2 separate regions of the Mus musculus genome follow, and region 2 is linked to region 1. A link is a contact called in public promoter capture Hi-C data. All regions are on one chromosome and are shown on one strand. Each heading gives the region's core, a stretch centred on a gene start, on an enhancer-like site or on the middle of the called end of the contact. The rest is flanking DNA. Distances are from core to core; before and after follow the strand shown.

Region 1 (2,768 bases), core at 182-2,681:
GGTCAGACTGAGCTACTTGGTAAGTTAATGGCCAAACTGGCCAGAGTGGAGTGTCTGAGAAGAATCACTGGGTCTTATAAGGTTGGATCACAGCATACTCTCTTCAGGAAACTTGGGAAAGAAAACCCAATCCTAAATTACTCAATGTGGTAGTTTAAGAATGGCCCCCATAGGCTCCTATGTTTGAATACTTGGCCCCCTGTTGGTGGAACTGTCTGAAATGATTACAAGGTATGATCTTGTCAGAGGTGTGTCACTGGAGGAGGGCTCTAAGGTTTCAAAAGTCCACACCACTGCCACTGTCTCTCTTCCTCACAGCTGTGTATCCAGAAGTGAGCTCTCAGCTACCACTCCAGAACTATGTCCACCTGCCGGCCTACTTACTACGCTCCCTGCCACGATGGGTAAGGACTCCAACCTCTGAAACTGTGAGGCCCAAAACTCGTTCTTCTATCAGCTGCCTTGACCATGGCATCTCTTCACATCAGAAAATAAATGAGACAAACAAGACGAAAGTCTTTAAGGAGTGGGGCCTGAGCTGGCTCTGTGGTTAAGAGCATTTGCTTTTCTTACAGAGAACCCAAATGGCTCACATCTTCCTTGTAAATCCAGTTCCAGGGATTCCAACACTGCACAGGCACATGCATATACCAAAAAAAAAAAGTCCTTATGCTAAGCCTGACAACCAGAGTTTGATCCCTGAAACATATGCGGTGGAGAACTAAGTCTCAAAAGTTGTCCTTTGATTTCCATACACACTCCCTGGAAGGTACCACACCCCAAATAAATAATCATAATTAAAGGGAAGGGGGGCACTCTTACCCATGCCAACTGTCTTTAGATGCACACATGGTTTTCGGTTTGGTATCATCGGCTGCTGTTCTGGCTGATGCTCTGACACTTGGGCCTTCTCCAACAGACAGAGATATGATGGACCTGAGGACAAGAACAAAGTTTACTATGATGAAAAGCTACATCACGAGGACAACTTTCCACCCTCACTAACCCCAATACAACTTTGAATGACACCTTTTCTTTCTAGTTTACACTTCTCAAAATTTAGCTTTGATCTGGGCATGGTGGCACACATCTTTAATCCCAGCACTCAGGAGGCAGAGGCAGAGGCAGGTGGATCTGTGAATTCAAGGCCACCCTGATCTACAAGGCAAGTTCCAGGAAAACAGAGAAACCACATGTTTGGATTATTATAAGAGACACTATGGTAAATGCTTGTAATCAAAGCTGGGTAGGGGAAACAGTTACACAGGGAAATCCTATCTCAAAAACTAATCAGTCAATAAATAAGAAAACAAATAGAAAAATTAAGCTTTTAATGTGAAATTTCCTCCAAAACCAAACTGGAAAGATCCCTAAAAACCTTTGATTGCAAGATCATAAGCCAGAGCAACCAGCAGTGCAACCAGCAGTGAGCTATAAATAGAGCTTCAGTCTGTTTATCTGGGGCAGATCAAGCCTTCTATGTTCAGAGAGAATGCTAATGACACCGATGTTCTTTCACCTACGAAACCACAGACATAGGAACTAAGTTTAGGAGCCTATCGTTAAGAGTCAATTCAACTAGCAAAGAATGGCGTTTCTGAGTATTTTACAACTTTGAGAAAGATGTTCCTATTCTTACAACTAGCAAATCTGAACTGCTGTTACTCTGTTACAGCTTTACTCTAAAAGTGTACAAAAGGAATATGGGTTCCCAGCTAAGAACATTTTCTTAAAAATGTAAATGAGAACCATCTGTATCAAGACTATCAACCTTAGCATTTTGATAGAAGTCCTTTCAAAATATATATAACACAAGAATCTGAGTTTGAACCCCAAAATTAAAATTAAAAAGCCAAGTGTAGTTGTGTGTGCTTATAATCACAGAGCTGGTTGGGGGAAAGATAGGATCCAGGGACTCACTGGTTGGCCAACCTAGCCTACTTGGCAAGCTCCAGGCTAGTGAGACAGTTTGTCTTTAAAAAACAAACAAAAAACAGATGGATAGCACCCATGGAATAGCAGTCCAAGTTGTCTTGTCTACAAACACACACACACACACACACACACACTCGCACGCAAGCCCACGCGCACACACATCCAAACATGGTAGTGCCTGATTGTAATTCTAGAAGAGTGGCAGAAGGACTGCAGTAAGTTAAGTCCAATCTGGGCTACATACTACAGAAAGGTGCAGGCCAGCCTGGGCTACCTAGTAAGACCCTGTCCTAAAAGTATAAGCACAAAGAACTTTTAATGACATGAGAGTACGTTTGAATTATCGTAAGAGACACTATGGTAAATGCCAGTGCACAGCATGATCTAAAACACTATACCCTCAATCCCAGCACTCAGGAGGCTGAGGAGGATCACAAGCCTGGAATCAGCCTGGCTAAACCGAAAGACCTTGTCCATACCTCAGAAAAACATCAAAGCCGGGCATGGTGGCACACACCTTTAATCCCAGCACTTGGGAGGCAGGGGCAGGCAGATCTCTAAATCTGGTCTACAGAGTGAGTTCCAGGACAGCCAGGGCTACACAGAGAACCTTGTCTCGAAAAACAACAACAACAAAAAAAAAAAAAAAAAAAAAAAAAAAAGAAAAAAGTAAATTGTGACTCTTCTTATTCTTAGCCTTTTATTTTTCCTAAAATATTTTATAGTCAAATTAAAAGGTTTATTGATTTATAATACAAAGACATTTGTTCTGATAAGACAAATACCACTGAAAATCAAAACCTGTTTAACAGGATCATGCTAAACTCCTAGTA
Region 2 (2,768 bases), core at 189-2,688, 640 kb after region 1:
TCCTACTGGTTAGACAGCTAACGAGTGGTAACCTTAGGGCTATGGGATGGGGATGGGTTTTGAGACAGGGTCCATGAAGCTCGAGAACTATGAGTACCTTTTAAGGCCCCTCTATACTGATTCCACAGTTGGCAGCTTTTGCCTTTACTTTTTGTGGTGCCAGGGCTTGAACCCAGGGCTTTGTGTATGCTAGGCAAATGCTCTACCACTGAGCTACACCCCCAACTCTTAGGAGTCTCTTCTGAATTCAGTTCAAACTCCCCTTTCCAGGGGACTTTCACCCTTCTATTGTGCAAACTTCATGGAGGCAGACAAGACACCTGGCTGCTAATTATCCCTTCATTATGCCTAAAGCAGCCGCTTTACCCTTAACTATCTGATCAACTTCTTGTCTTCACAGGGCCATTTTTCAGAGAGCAGGGACTGGATATAGTCATCCCACTTCCCTTGGACTATACGCAATGCTTGGGTTGTTCTAAAAGTTCATTTAATAAATAGATCAATGTCTAAGAACCAGTAGCTTTTTCTTTCATAGATCATTCCATATCTTTTTTTTTTTTTTTTTTTTTTTCCGAGACAGGGTTTCTCTGTATAGCCCTGGCTGTCCTAGAACTCACTTTGTAGACCAGGCTGGCCTCGAACTCAGAAATCCGCCTGCCTCTGCCTCCCAAGTGCTGGGATTAAAGGTGTGCACCACCATGCCCGGCTTTTTTTTTTTTTTTTTTTTTTTTTGATCATCCCAAATCTTATTCAGGAAATATTTAAAATTTTAACACTTCTTTTACAGGGTTGAAAATCAGTAGTACAAGAAAGTATGTATAAGATTTAGCTTGCCTTTGCTTCCTGTCTTGTGTGTTATAGTCAGTTGTTACCATGACCAAGTTGCAGGAGCAAACCCGAGAAGGCATAAACAAATGCGTCAGAGCCAGCTGTATAGAAGAAAACCTTTTAATGCAACAGCAACACACACTTCAATAAAATCAGTTCAATTAACTCCAACATATTAACAAAACAAAACAAAACAAAGGAGCCCGAGGGGCTGCTGCTATGGGGGAAAAGGTTAAGTTCCTGCTCAGACTGGAGGGACACTAATCTCAAGGAGGCCTCTCTCCCCATTGCAGGAGGAATCTGGGCTCTTTGAACATCGTAGGTAGCTCAGACAGAAGGCAACAACACAGAGCCTCCAAGGGTTAGGCTCTGCCTTCCCACAAAGGGCCTGGACTAAAGGCACTGGGGCTCAACACAGGACACTGTGTCAAGGACAGGGTGCAGACAGCAGCTGTCTCCTCGAGGAGATGGCAGGCAGCCTTGGAGAACCAGCTCAACAGGCCGCTGTGGCTGCGGACGAGCAAGCACTTCTAGCCTGTCAGCACTCAGGTGAACTGCAGAGCTATGGCGGCAGAGGAAGTCACAGGCACCCAGTCTGTGCATATCTGGGTCAGGGACAGTTGCCAAGGACTGTGTTGACAAGGGCCAGGCAGAAGCAAGCGAATGAGGCCAGGGCTGTTGGCGTCACGCTTTTTTAAATTAAAAATAAAACAAAACAAAAACCTCTAGTGGGGACCTTTCTGGAAAAAAAAAAGAAGAAAAAAAAAAAGAGTCCTGTGCTTGTCTGTAATGGACTTAATCTGAACAAGTAAAATGTGTCAGGTGAAAGGCTGCTACCTCTCCAAGGAGTCAAAGTGGGGTTGATTTTGCACTCCCTTGGCGGCATGCTGGGCATTGGGGCAGATGCAAGGGAGGCCCTGGCTTCTCTGGGAAGGTCAAGTTCAGGGTCCCTGTTGCCCTCTACGGTTTAGTTCATGTTCTGGTTAACTTCCTGCCGTAACTTCTGTGCAGGGCCATTCCTGGGTTCAATTTGTAGGAGGCTGCTGATATCCGAAAGGCTTGACTTATAGTCCTATAAAAGAGAAAGAGAGTTGGGGAGGGGACCTAGAGGACACAAAAACGGGGGTGGGGAATGGATGGACAGACAGATGACAGCTGCTGATGCAAGATCATGGAGCTTTTCCAGGGCTTGGGAGAAGGAACACTGGAGTCAGCACCCGCAGAAAGCTCTAGCTAGGCCTGGGTGTCTGCGGGGGAATCTTTACCTTGAGTGCCTTGTAGGCTTGAGCCCGTCTGTAAAACGCCTTTACATTCTTCCCATCCAGCTTGAGGGCTTCTGTGCAGTCCTTTACTGCCTCCTTGTACTGCTTCAGGACCAGGTGACAGAGCGCTCTGATGCAGAAAGGCCATCGCAGAAGTTCAGTCACTTGTGGACTCCCCCCCAACCCTCCCCCACACACAGCAAGCCTGAGGCAGCTGGGGAATGACCTGGTTTGCTAAACACCTGCTCAGTGCTGTAGCTCTACCTTCAATCGTCTCAGTTCTCCCCACCTCTTGACACTTTATGTTTGTGCGCATGTTCTGGTGCCCGTGGAGGACAGGTGTTGGAACCTCTGGAGGTGGAGGTGGCTCTGAGCCACCCTGTAGTACTGAGAACTGGAACCAGTTCCCTGGAGCAGCCAGTCCTGTTAACTGACGAGCCATTTCTCCAGTTCCCTACCTTTTCCCGCAGATGCAAAGGCTATGAGAAACTTTCCACAGTTGTCTCTGTGCCAGTCTGCACACACCTAGAGCCTGACCCTGCACAATACCACCACTCATCATTCTGCATCAGGTTCTCTAAGCAAAGAAAACTTTCCCAAAACCTTCCCTCAACAGACGGAAAAAAGCAAATGCATGCGTATTAACTACTAGTTAACACTGCTGGCATCTCGGGGTAG

The links. Capture Hi-C pulls out chosen DNA fragments and counts their contacts.
Region 2: a promoter capture Hi-C map of pancreatic islet shows a contact between it and region 1. The contact joins two enhancer-like sites. A contact is called at or near these places in 2 of 9 other capture datasets (adipose tissue and pancreatic islet).

Annotation. Positions count from the first base shown.
Region 1 is chr2:163,410,575-163,413,342 of GRCm38.p6, forward strand. It overlaps Oser1 (oxidative stress responsive serine rich 1), which reads right to left. Exons shown (of 4, transcript NM_025699.2): 3 at 823-936. Among named protein-coding and RNA genes, the nearest start is that of Oser1, 7.5 kb to the right of the region's middle. Within about 2 kb of position 1,432, at least 66 of the 459 cell types and tissues checked have an H3K27ac peak or open chromatin away from gene starts, as enhancers often do. A contact at or near this core is called in pancreatic islet, where this site is marked.
Region 2 is chr2:164,052,608-164,055,375 of GRCm38.p6, forward strand. Tomm34 (translocase of outer mitochondrial membrane 34) reads right to left here. Exons shown (of 7, transcript NM_001291155.1): 6 at 2,094-2,220; 7 at 933-1,900. The coding sequence ends at 1,796. Among named protein-coding and RNA genes, the nearest start is that of Tomm34, 17 kb to the right of the region's middle. Within about 2 kb of position 1,439, at least 30 of the 459 cell types and tissues checked have an H3K27ac peak or open chromatin away from gene starts, as enhancers often do. A contact at or near this core is called in pancreatic islet, where this site is marked.